3 separate regions of the Sus scrofa genome follow, and regions 2 and 3 are each linked to region 1. Evidence: chromatin contacts called from public HiChIP or PLAC-seq data. All regions are on one chromosome and are shown on one strand. The core of a region is the stretch at or near the end of the contact, and the rest is flanking DNA. Distances in the headings are between cores, read along the strand shown.

Region 1 (4,176 bases), core at 927-3,426:
TGCAGATTTAGAGTAGCATTTTATTTTGATATTTTTGCTTTTTGGGGCCACGCCTGCAGCATATGGAGGTTCCCAGGATAGGGGTTGAATTGGAACTGCAGCTGCCAACCTATGCCAGAGCCTCAGCAATGCCAGATCCTTAACCCACTGAGTGAGGCCAGGGATCAAACTGGCATCCTCATGGATACTAGTTGGGTTCATTACTGCTGAGCAACAATGGAAACTCCCAGAGCAGCATTTTCAAAATTCAAATTTTATTTTATTTTATTTATGTATTTTTTTTCCATTTCTTGGGCCACTCCCATGGCACATGGAGGTTCCCAGGCTAGGGGTCGAATCGGAGCTGTAGCCACCGGCCTACACCAGAGCCATAGCAACGCGGGATCCGAGCCACGTCTGTGACCTACACCACAGCTCATGACAACGCTGGATCCTTAACCTCCTGAGCAAGGCCAGGGATCGAACCCACAACCTCATGGTTCCTAATTGGATTTGTTAACCACTGAGCCACGATGGGAACTCCTCAAAATTCAAATTTTAGACTTAAATCTTTAAGTATTTCTGTCAGTTTGGGTCTTCTGAAAACAGATGTCAAGGTGGGATTAGATGGATGAGAGATTTTGGCGGAGAAACACTTTTGTGAAGGAAAAAAGGAAGGGAACATGAGTAGGCCAAGAGCTTCCATACCTTGATGCAAATATGTGAAGAGAGAGTCGGGGGGTAGGGGAACTGGGTTGAAAGAAGCCTCAGACCACAGTGTAGTTCTGAGAAAGTCTCAGCAAGGCCGGGGGGTGGGGGACCCCTGAGCTCCCTGAGCAAGTTTCCCATGAGAGGAGTCTTGTGTCTAGCAGAAGTGGCCTGGGCCCACTGCGTCCACCAGGCTCTGTCATTGGCTGGGAGCAGACCGTGGGAAGTGTGATCTGGATCCAAAGGTGTGACAGTTGGAGGCTGTCAGTCAGCCATCCCTGTGGCAGGTCTGGAAGGGAGAGTTGAAAGGGACACCTCCACACCACTGAAGTCCCCAAAGGTGGACCTCAAATCCCAGGATCCTCAGCAGGACTTTCCAAAGTTTACAGGCCTTATTCTCTCTGCTGTCCACTCCCATCTCCTGCCCAGTTCATTCCTTCTACTCCTGAACTCTTAATTCCCTCAAAGTCAGTTTAGATAGGGAAGCTAGACCTTGAGAGGCTCACCTTTTTTTCCTAGCTAATAAAACCATTCCTTTAAAAAAAAAAATCCCAATTCTATGAATCTTTCAGTGATGAAATTCCCAGCACGGTGTTAAATACAGAGGACACAAGGCAAATGAGACAACACAAAGGACTCACACCCTAGAGAGGGTTATGTACAAATTAGCATACATTTTATTAATGTGATAAAGAGAGGAATAGGCTGGACACAGAAGAGGACTATCTTGACCAGCCTGGGCAAAGGTCGAGCAGAGTCTCTAAGGACAAATACAACTTACTCAGAAAAGGCAGGCAGAGGCAGGTCTAGGCAGAGCTAGAAACTATGAAGAACAGACTACAAGAAGTGGGGTGTTTGTGGAGGATAAAGGGAAGGCTTCTGAGGTAGGCAGGATCCAGATTTATGCTTGGGAACATGTAGTTGACTGTGTCAGCTGTGGGCACGTGTGCATTTTACAAGTGTGGCAGAGGATTTGGGTGGGCAAGACTAAAGAGCAGAAGGAAGCCACTGCCTCTCTGCTGTTTATTTCCATCTGTTCCCTGATATGTCTGTAAGAGAACAGGAGTCCTGGTGAAAGACTGCCTGCTTTATCAAGTCAAAAGACTTGGATTCGAATCTCAGGGTCAAGGTCAAGGTTTACCATAGGTTAGGCCAGTCATGTAACTCTAGAAATGGAAGTTTCTGTTACTTATAAACTGGAAATCATGATAGTTGCCCTGACCTCTATTGAGCTGTTCTGAGGATCAAATGAGTTGAGATAGGACTTTCTGAAGGCACTTTGCAAACTTTCAGCACTATAAAAATTAAGAGGCTGATATTATGTACTGCTCAGGAAATAACAGACACCTGGGAAAACCCACAGAGTGTGGTTTTGTAAGAAATTGCTCAGCCTCCAAGGGAGAAAATGCCTGGCTTAACGCTGGCCAAGAGGAACATGTTTGGGAAATTACGACATGAGGTAAAGCAAATGGGGCTTTCTGTTTTGTTTTCAGAGATCACAACTGCTTGTCATTCTCATTGTTTACCCTTCCTCATCATGGGTGGTTCTGAAGTGAGAGGAAGTTGGGGCCAGGGAGTATTAATAAGGCAAAGAAGATGGTTAAAATGTACTTTGTGTAACAAATAGACACTGAACCTCTTTAAGGTGGGGAAGATAAGAAAAGCTAGACATTGGTTATATGAATAGGCACATGTGTAGGGACAGAGAACAAACTCAGCTTTGTCAGAAAACTGACTTTCCCAGGGCCTGACAGGGTCCTCATCCTCACACTCTCAGGGAGAAATAGCAGTATAATACTGGATAAATAAAACTTGTCCTAACAATTTCTGGAAAAAATTTTTTTTAATTTTATGATTTTAATTTTTTCCATTATAGTTGATTTAGTGTTCTGTCAATTTCTACTATTTAGCAAAGTGACCCAGTTATACATATATACATAGATTCTTTTTCTCACATTATCCTCTATCATGTCCCATCATAAGTGACTAGATATAGTTCCTTTTGCTCTACAGCAGGATCTCATTGCTTCTCCACTCCAAATGCAATAGTGTGCATTAACTCCAAACTCCCAGTCCATCCCACTTGCTCCTCCTCCTCTTTGGCCACCACAAATCCAAGTCCATGAGTTTCTTTTCTGTGGAAAGTTTCATTTGTGCTGCGTATTAGATTCCAGGTATAAATGCTATCATATGGTATTTGTGTTTCTCTTTCTGACTTATATGAGAGTCTCTAGTTCCATCCACGTTGCTGCAAATGGGATTATTTTGTTCTTTTTATGGCTGAGTAGTATTCCATTGTATACATATACCACATCTTCTTAATCCATTTATGTGTTGGTTGACATTTAGATTGTTTCCATGTTTTGGCTATTGTGAATAGTGCTGCAATGAACATGCAGGTGCATGTGTCTTTTTCAAGGAAAGTTTTGTCCAGATATATGTCCAAGAGTGGGATTGCTGGGTTGTAGGGTAGCTCTATATTTAGTTTTCTGAGGAACCTCTGTATTGGTTTCCATAATGGTTGTACCAATTTACATTCCCACCAACAGTGTAGGAGGGCTTCCTTTTCTCCACACCCTCTCCAGCATTTGCTATTTGTTGACTTGTTAATGATGGCCATTCTGACTGGTGTGAGATGGTACCTCATTGTAGTTTTGATTTGCATTTCTTTAATAATCAGTGATGTTGAGCATTTTTTCAAGGGCTTGTTGGCCACCTGTATATCTTCTTTGGAAAAAGGTCTCTTCAGGTCTTTTGCCTATTTTTCAATTGGGTTGTTGATTTTTTTTGCTGTTGAGTTGTATGAGTTGTTCATATATTTATAGATTAAGCTCTTGTCAGTTGCATCATTTGAAAGTATTTTCTCCCATTCCATAGGCTGTCTTTTTGTTTTTCTTATGGTTTCCTTTGCTCTGCAAAAGCTTTTCAGTGTGATTAGGTCTAATTGGTTTATTTTTGCTTTTTCTTCTGTTGCCTTGGGAGACTGACCTAAGAAAACATTTGTACTGGATTTCCCATTGTGGCTTAGTGGAAACAAAGCTGACTAGCATCCATGAGGATGCAGGTTCTATCTCAGGCCTTGTTCAGTGGGTTAAAGATCTGGCATTGCCTTGAGCTGTGGTGTAGGTTGCAGACATGGCTCAGATCTGGCATTGCTGTGGCGTAGGCCAGCAGCTACAGCTCTGATTAGACCCCTAGCCTGTGAAACTTCCATATGCCTTGGGGGTGGCCCTAAAAAGACTGAAAAAAAAATTCTCTCTCTGATTAACTGCGTTTTGTTGATGGTTTGTATGGAAAAAAAAAAACAGTGAAAAAAATGAAAAAAAAAATCACTACCATTAATATTCTTGTTCTTGTTGAGACTCAGAGGCCAGGCCTTTTACATATATTATCAATATATATCCTTATAAATATATTACCAGTGTCCTTCTAAAGGTGTGGAAAATCTCTGCTTAATCCTATGGTAGAGACCTTTCTTGGATGTCCTGA
Region 2 (4,453 bases), core at 1,336-3,835, 170 kb after region 1:
CTCTTTCTTCCCTCCTCTTCCCATCCCTTTTAGTGCCCTTGATGCCTTGAGGGATGGAGCTGGCTACCCTCCTTGGTGCCTTCACACACTTCACTTGCAATTATTGTTGCTTTTGCCACAAGCTTAGGATTTCTTACACATCTCTCTACTTCACTTTGGATGAGTTCTTGGAGTTGGGGTCTGAGTCTTATGTGCCTTTCCATGAATAGGGAATGAGGGCAGGATGGGCCATAGAGGGGGTGCCCTGTGAATGCAGGTAGGAGATGTATATCTTCTCTGGGTCCTGATAAGTTTGATGGTCTGAGGCCTTCTTTAATGTGGAGGGCTGTGGTAGCTTCATGGTCTCAGGAAAACTACTCAAAAACTAGAGTAGTGTCAATCTTAGTTTATGTGGAAGATACTAAAAATCTCCCTGGCATCCTGTCTAGACAGAGAAGGGGCTAAATAAATATTTCATACATTGATGAATGAACAATTTGATGACTTGAGATATCAATTCTTTCCATTTCAAAAATAGCCCTGGCAGGAGCTCCTGTTGTGGCTTAGTGGTTTAAGAACCCAACTAGTATCCATGAGGATGCAGGTTTTCTCCTTGGCCTTGCTCAGTGAGTTAAGGATATGGTGTTGCTGTGAGCTGTGGTGTAGGTCAAAGATGCAGCTTGGATCCTGCATTGCTATGGGTGTGACGTAGGCTGGCAGCTGTAGCTCTGATTCAGCCCCTAGCCTGGGAACTTCCATATGCCACAGGTGCCACCCTAAAAAGCAAAAGAAAAAACAATTCCCTGGCAAGGAGAGCACCCTATTAAAGAGTCCTTTATTCTTCAGTGTAAAGGGAGAATATATTTCTTCAAGCTTTGCTCCTATAGAAAAGTTGGAGTGTATTGATGTTTGCATTGTTCCCATTGTACTGAGCCATTTGCTTGAACTCCTCTCAGGATGTGTCACATATGGGTCCTAAATGCACTTTGTGTGTATATGTGTATATGTGTGTGTGTGTGCCTGCTTATTTTCTTATGTTAGTGGGAAGGAAGTATTGTATTTACATGTCACTTCAGCTTTCTCAGAACTCCCTTCCTATGGTCCAGGAACATGCATCACGCCGAAGTTAATTGTTTGCTGACAAACTCAGAGTGCATTCTGTCATTCCAGCTTCTTGGTCTGTGTGAACAACCTATTCAAGGCAAACATATCTGCACTGAGATGTCATTTCCTTGGGAGTCAGGCTTTTTGTGTGGCTGGTTTGATCACATCTGAATGGATAATCTTTTAAAAACCAAAATATTGGCTCAATGAATCAAAAATATTTTGAGAAAAATTAAGATGAGCTGATTGATAGATGCAAAAACTTAAGAACTTGATCAAATCCAATGTAGTCAAAAATTCATCACAAAAGGAGTGGATGTACTAGGTATGATTGATGTAGAGTTACTTAACATCATCACTTTTTAAAAAAATTCTGGAGATGAGTTGAAAAAAATCAATGACTAAAGAATGTGAAGTTGCTTTCATTCTTATTGTGACTTGGACATTATGTGAAAATTGCAAAGTTATGACTAGTTCTCTAAAACTGGCAGAATAAAAAGCCTATGTCTTGTATATATTATGAAAACCACAATTCCTGTCAAAAGAGAAGCGTCTCTTCTGCATAAAACACTCAAATGGATTAGTGAACTTGGTGTTTCCTTTTCCTCCCATTTTATCGTCAAGCATCACAGACTGTTTTTTTGGGTACATGTTCCCAAAACAAGATCTGTCTTTGTGTGCAGATACATAAGATTATTTTTTAGCATTAAGTAATAGTGACCTCAAGCACACTGCCACATCCAAGGCTGGAGAGTAGGAGGAAGTCAAAACAAGGGAAATTCCAAAAATGCAAATTTAGGAGTCTAATTCAGTACTGTAAGGGTGGGCCCAGGCATCAATATTTTTTATGAGCTCTTCAGGTAATGCTGACTCATAGTCAGGTTTGGGAAGCCCTGGCAAAACCCAGTTCTCTCTGCCTGGATTTAAATTTGACATCTGTCAGAATGCCCCTGTCCTGGGTATGAGTTCGAAAGTGTGTCCCTAGCCTGTGGTGGGAGAGAAGGGAGCAGGTACTTCCCTCTTCCTTCCCTCATGTGATGCGAGGTAGGTCTGTGGTACATAGACCTTAGCTGGCTGCAATGTCTAGTTTGTCCCATTGGAACTGTCAGCAGACAGAGTTGATGGGAAAGATGGAGATTATTTTAGCGTAATTTATCATTCCACAGTTGAGGGCACATGTATATAGATATTAAGTTACATAGCAAGGTCACATAGATAGTTCTGGAAAGATTTGAGAATATAACTCAGGTCTCCTGAGACCTCATTCAGTACTTTCCTCATTAGGAATTAAAAAAAACTCTCTCCATGCTGAGACTTCAACCTAATTTTCCAGCCTCATTTCCTATCACTTTACTTAGACTTGCTGTTAACCTTCCTCTGAACCCCAGGTATTTCATAAGGGCCAGCCCCGTGACCCTTCTTCCTTCTTTTGGTCAAAGCCCTTGGCTCGTCCTTGCAAAAGCTCTCACTTCACTCTCTCTGGTTGGAATGGGCTCACCCCAGTCCCTGGTCTTAGGACCAGGGAAGCACCCAAGCTGGGACAATTGAAGATGAGTGTCTGGTTTGAGGAGGGCAGGGGCTCAGCCAGGCCAGGGAGAATCAATCAGGGAACTCTGTTGGAACCACTGGGAAAGAACTACTTTCCCTTCCAGGGTCCTCATGGGCAGGGTGTCAGCTGCTGCTGCTGGCAGCCAGATTCTCCAGCTGTTGGGGACAGCCTGCCTCAGAATGAAGCCGACATAGAAGAAAAAGTCATGTGGAGAAGTGTGACTGATCCCTGGTGGCTCAGCTAGAGTACCTGGATCCAGTCACGCTGTTTCCACATCTGCTCCTGAAGTTTTCACTTATACAGTTGATAAATGGACTTTTGGCTTAAGCTGATTCAATTGGGTTTTTGTTTACTTGCAGATCAGAGAGATTCTGCTGAAATACTGGGTTCTGTCACTTTGTAGCTGCTCTACCATTTCATTGTAATACTCATTTCTATTTTACCTTCTGAAAAGCTATTTATTAGAAAAGGCATAAAGAGTTACCCCCGGTTGTTATGTTTATCCTTCACCCAAACCAATTGCTCAGTTATCAGTAGCCCTGCCCTGATATCCATTACATTAAGCACGGAGGAAAGTATTTTTCATAACTGTTAAAACATTGGTCTAAGCCCCCGGAATATCAAAGATTCTTGCTTTTGTAGAGTTTAACTTTTTGTGCAAAGAGAGTTTTTTTTTTTTTTTTTCTTTTGCTTTTTAGGGCCACACTCTCAGCATATGAAGATTCCCAGGCTAGGGGTCTAACTGGAGCTACAGCTGCCAGCCTACACCACAGCCACAGCAACATCAGATCTGAGCCACATCTGTGACCCACACAACAGCTCACAGCATGCTGGATCCTTAACTCACTGAATGAGGGCAGGGATCGAAGCTGAAGCCTCATGGTTCCTAGTTGGATTCATTTCCACTGCACCACAACAGGAACTCCAGAGAAATAATTTTTTTTTTAAAAAAAGAAAAACAAATGAACATGAGGATTTCCCACTGTGGTGCAGTGGGTTAATAAATCCAACGTCAGTAGCGTGGGTTGCTGCAGCAATTTGGGTTTGATACCCAGCACAGTGCAATGGCTAAAAGGACCCAGCGTTGCCATAGCTGCAGCTCAGGTCACAGCTGTGGCCTGGATTCAGTCCCTGGCACAGGAACTCCATATGCCATGGGTGTGGCCATTAAAAAAAAATGAAAAACTACACATGTAAATTATTCTGTGGATTAGAAGGTGATAAGCTTTATGTTAAAAACACCACACCACCACCACCACAAACAACAAAAAATCAGAGTAGGGGGTACTAGAGATGCCGTGGGTAGGAGGATTGCAATTTAAAACAAAACTCACTAAGGAAGTAACAACTGAGCAAAGAATTAGTAGTGAGGGAGTTAGTCAGGTGGCCTGGGAACACCTGGAGATAGGGTGTTTTAGGCTTTCAGAATAACAAATGCCGAGAGCAAAAGTGGAGTGTAGCAATATTCCAGGAACAGCAAGGAGGCCAGCATAGCTACCACAGAGCTAACAATGGAAAAATCAAGTCTGAAGGATCACAGGGGTTTGATCACATTCCATTTGCCACCTGTGAGCACTTTTGTGTTCTATTCTGTGAAATGGAGAGCAGGTGAGGTTTATTTTATTTCTAATATACTATTTATTTTATTATTCTATTCCATTCCACTCTAGTAGAGGAGTGACATGGGCTGATTTGCATTTTTTAAAAAATGCCTGTGGGTGCAGTATTGAGTATAGGTAGGAGTTAGCATGGAAGCAGGGGCCAGTTAGGAGGCTGTGGCAGAAAACGTCCACAGATGCTCAGCTCCGCACTCAGTCTTCT
Region 3 (4,319 bases), core at 88-2,587, 210 kb before region 1:
GGCCATCCGCCTAGGTTTGGGCAGCGCCGGGGCAGCCCCTGCAGTGGTCCAGGCGCCACGCACACCAATAGCCCTGACTGAAACACACGAATTGCCTCTTGTTGACCATCTGGACAGGTTCTTCAAGGACCCAGTCTTCCCATCCACTTAAAAGTCAGATGTGTGTGTAATTAGACAGCTACGAACAGGGATTTAGAACAGTAGGAAAGCCCATCAAAAGGTAGTGAAACCCTTCTGTTCACCTCCAGCCAGCCAACCGGCCAGTCACCTTTCCAAGAACCCAGGGCACGCCGCCTCGGCATACAATGAGACAGCCCTTCCCTCCTAGGCTTTCTCCACCGCCATCCCTATTGCGCCCCCCCACTTCCCTACCCACTTACACAACCACACCAGTTCAGATATCCTGAAGGCGACTCAGTCTCGACAACAAACACGAGACACCCAAACACCTTTGTGCCCACCCAACAGAAATGCAACCTGCCTGGGGGTGGGGGTGTGGGGTAGCACCTAGCTAGTCACGTTCTGCCAAGCTCCAAACACGCCATTTTAGACAATTTATCACTTCTTTCCTCCCGTCTACACGAGAATTCGCCAGGATTTTCTGGGAACCACCACTTTGGGGCAGGGGGAGACACCACCTATGAGAAATTTACAATTTAGGCTATCGCTTTCCATTCAACTTTCATATTGGAATCTGGCTCTCTCCTTTCCGCCTAATGCGCCTCAGGCACGACCAGGAAGGAAGGGGAAGCGTAGGGACTAGAGAAAGATACCAAAGAAATGACCAGAACCACAGGTAGAAATTACCTGCCCATTCGCTTTGGAAGGCGACGAGGCCACAGCCGCCTCCCCGGGCCTCTCCCCAGCGGCTTCTCCCTTCGAAGCGGTCTTGGAGAACTGGGCACCCATGCTGGCTTCTTCAACAAAGAAACTCAACAGATCCAAGGGGGGAACAAAGAGCTTCGGGTTGGTGTAACGACGGGGCGAGCAGCAGCAGCGGCAGCAGCGGCGGCGGCAGCGGCAGCAGCAGCACACACACACCGGAGGGAGGGGGGAGTGGGGGTGGTGAAGAGGACAGAACAGAGTCGATTAAATACACTCCGGATAAAAAAATTTTAGTCGAAGAGATCAAAAAGCAGCAGCGCAGGAGGGAGGGAAAAAGGGTGGAAAAGTCGAGCACAAAAAAAGGAGCCCAAGTGTAGTTTAAAAAAAAAAGAAGTAATAAAAAAAATCCCAGATTTGTAGCCGCACTGTAGACAAGAGGAAAATGGAGAAATCTCCCTGGTTGCTAATAAGATGCGGAGTCCAACGCCCAAGTGCACAGATGAATGGGCTCACGGGCGCTGACGCGGCCCCCGCGCACGCCGGCCAATCCGCGCGTTGCACACAAAGCAGGGGGCGGGGCCTGCGCTCGCCTCGAACAATGGAGCCGCGCTTTGCAAACGGTTTGAAAATCAGCCTCATACCGAGAATTAATGTCCTCCAAATAAATAAATCAATTAAAAAATACATGCCTCTCGCCTCCCTCGGCTTAAAAATAATAATGCATTACTTGATTGGTTTGCTTTGTTTGTAATTAATTAACGCGGGAGGGGGAGTACTTGTGGATGGGGGCGGAGAAAACGTTAACTTGACTTGCTTTGACTCTCCTCTGTCTGTATCTGCGTCTGTCTCCTTCCACCCTCTCCCCTCCCCCATCTTTCCGTGTGTTTATGTGTATGTGTGTCTATGCGAGTTTTTAAGACAATGGTTGGGGTTTGTGTGCAGCATGTTTTCTTTCTCTGTGTTCCATATTGACTTCACAGATACTCAACAGCATTTTTTTTTTAACGGTTGCAAATGCGAAATCGCCCGAAATTGAAAGGTATTTAAACCAAGAAGATCGAATTTCATCAAACGAGATCGCGAGTTAGAATTAGGTCTGTAGGCCAGATGTGGAAAATGCAAAAGCAGCAAGCAGCCGAAGCCACACTCCCTTCCCTATCCCACATTGGCATGAAATAAAATATTTCAAGATTGGCCTACGGCGCTCATCAACCTTCTCCCCCGCCCCAATCCAATTAATGATTCCCCCCTCCCCCCAACAAAATTAAGTGAGGGCCATGTACAAAAGATCGAAAAGGTTTACATTTTATCGCTGTGTGAAATGACAATTTTCTCTAGGGTGAAATGAGATCCTACAGCATAGAGTGTACGAATCTATATTTACAGTTAAGAGGCAATTCGCGTCGATATGAATTTTTTTCAGCCTACTGCCAGGATGGGATGGACTCTTTTTTTTCTGAACGTGCGTAAGTGTGCATGCAAGCCAGTGGGCTCCTGGAAGGCAGGGAGACAGCAGTGATGAAACTCTGAACAACCGGATTGACTATTACAGTTCTAAGGAGAAATTACACATTGAGAGATAGCAAGAAGAACCCTGAACGCTTCAAGCCTAACTTGAGTTAGAAAGGAAGCTTCTATTAAGGAACCCAGGGTACCTCCATCTGTAACCCTTGCCACCGAAGTATCAGAAGCTGTTTGTGCGTGAAAGACAGAGCACTGATTTAAAGAATAGAAGGTGAGAGGGTGGGGCTAAAAATCAAGGATACACACTTATAAGCATTCTCCTATCACCTACATTTCTGCTCCCAAAGTTTTCACTTGTGTCCAAATCAGGCTACCTTTAGTGATCCTGAAATGAATTATCTTCTGCTTATGGAGGTGAGAAGCAGTCGAAGTAATGGTTCATTTCTCCTGGTGCTGGCTCTGAATTCTAAAACAGTTTTATTTTTCAGCTCATTGTAGGGAAATGGGTCACACTGAGTGAAAAAGACGGTTAGTTCAAGCCAATAACTCTTTGTTCAACTATTGCTTTGAAAATCAAGCTGCATATCTTTTCATGAAGCCTCGTCTTCTCACTGTCCACTTATTCAGATGCATCATTCAATCATGAAGTCATATCCCCCAGAACTGATGTTAAGATGTTTCCGTAAAAGTGTATCTTGCCAAACGTGTTATCACCCTTAAGGGAGCCCGCTGGCCTGGCCCAAGACCCCAGTCGCCGCGTTGGATGCGAATCCCTTGTATTAGCGGAGTTCCAACTTGAAAAGCCAACTGGGCTGATCCAAAGCCACCATCCAGGCGATTCTCAGAAGACTTTTAGGCTGTTGATTACCGCCCCCGCCCCCCAAAAGTGAACCAAGTCCCTTCGTCTACATCCCCCTCCCGGTTAAATTTGGGGTGACTGCTAGCTCGTTTTCAAATTTTCTCCAGACGGGTTCTTAGCCCTCCATTTGGGGGCTGCTTTTATTGCTTCTTTGTTACCAGGCTGCCTTGTAGCTTTCCCCCCTTTTCTTTCTCTAATGCCTATTTGCCTGGTATCGGCTTGTCTCCTTGGCAACGGCCGGGGAAGATTCGGAGCCCCGAGCGGGGGGAGGGGGAAGGGGCGGAGCCGGCGGGGGAGTTGCAGGGAAGCGAAAGGGATGCTGAGCGAGAGACTGGAGACAGACAACCAAGCAGATGGCCGCGCAAGGGGGCGGGGTCCAGGCGGGGCGTGGGGGGGGACCCCAAGCGTCGCGGGCGCGAGGGAGCCAATCAATTCTCTCCGCAGCTCCGGGGATAGAAAACAAGTGTAAACACATAGATTTCACTCCCCACGAGCGGTCCGTAGTTTGGGGTAGAAAAGATCTTTTTCTTTCGATAAGAGCGCATTTCTAGCGTAGGTTGGGAAGCCGACACTCCCCGGTAACTGGCAGGGGGAGGCGGTTTGCGGGACGCTGCCGGGGGGCGCTGAGCTTTGTGCCAACCTCTCCCAGCGTCCGGCCAGCCAGGAGAAAGCTGCGAATGCAGGAGGGGATGAAGGCGGAGAATGGGTGAGGAAGGAAGGGGCTGGGAAATGGGAAGAGGTCGTTCTGCCCCCGAAACTACATAATGGCTGGGAAGGACCGCCAAACAAGACTGGAACCAGTAGGAAGTTGTACGGTGTAAGTACATAGTTTCTCAGGAGTTCAGCGTTTTCCAGAGCTAAAGGTTTCAAATAAAGGTCTAAGTAGAGAAATATGATTACTTATATGAATATGATTAAAGAGCCCAGTGGTCATAGTGAAAATGTAGAACTGGTAATGCCTATAAACCAACTCACCAGAGGAAACAGGCATTTATTCTTTATTTGCACTCTTCCCCATGCACTAGGGTATTTCCAAGATGATGACAATTTGTATATGTTTTCTCTGGAAAAAGGACGATTTATTTAGGATACCTCCAAGTTATCTTTTCCTTAAAATGTTAGCCGATAGAAGGAATTTTTAGGGAGATTTCCACAAATTCTTGAGGGCCTG

What was found. HiChIP or PLAC-seq counts read pairs in DNA pulled down with a chosen protein or histone mark.
Region 2: an H3K27ac HiChIP or PLAC-seq map of alveolar macrophages shows a contact between it and region 1. The contact joins two enhancer-like sites. A contact is called at or near these places in 2 of 47 Hi-C or Micro-C datasets (both in liver) and 1 of 2 datasets of contacts at active chromatin or transcription factors (alveolar macrophages).
Region 3: an H3K27ac HiChIP or PLAC-seq map of alveolar macrophages shows a contact between it and region 1. The contact joins the promoter of MARCKS here to the enhancer-like site in region 1. A contact is called at or near these places in 1 of 5 promoter capture datasets (fetal liver), 4 of 47 Hi-C or Micro-C datasets (embryonic fibroblasts, fetal liver and fibroblasts) and 2 of 2 datasets of contacts at active chromatin or transcription factors (alveolar macrophages and skeletal muscle).

Annotation. Positions count from the first base shown.
Region 1 is chr1:79,582,086-79,586,261 of Sscrofa11.1, reverse strand. No RefSeq gene overlaps it. Among named protein-coding and RNA genes, the nearest start is that of MARCKS, 210 kb to the left of the region's middle. Within about 2 kb of position 2,176, at least 19 of the 83 cell types and tissues checked have an H3K27ac peak or open chromatin away from gene starts, as enhancers often do. A contact at or near this core is called in alveolar macrophages and fetal liver, where this site is marked.
Region 2 is chr1:79,412,608-79,417,060 of Sscrofa11.1, reverse strand. No RefSeq gene overlaps it. Among named protein-coding and RNA genes, the nearest start is that of MARCKS, 370 kb to the left of the region's middle. Within about 2 kb of position 2,585, at least 6 of the 83 cell types and tissues checked have an H3K27ac peak or open chromatin away from gene starts, as enhancers often do. A contact at or near this core is called in alveolar macrophages, where this site is marked.
Region 3 is chr1:79,786,814-79,791,132 of Sscrofa11.1, reverse strand. MARCKS (myristoylated alanine-rich C-kinase substrate) reads right to left here and starts at 1,337. Exons shown (of 2, transcript XM_021091501.1): 1 at 808-1,337. The coding sequence starts at 909.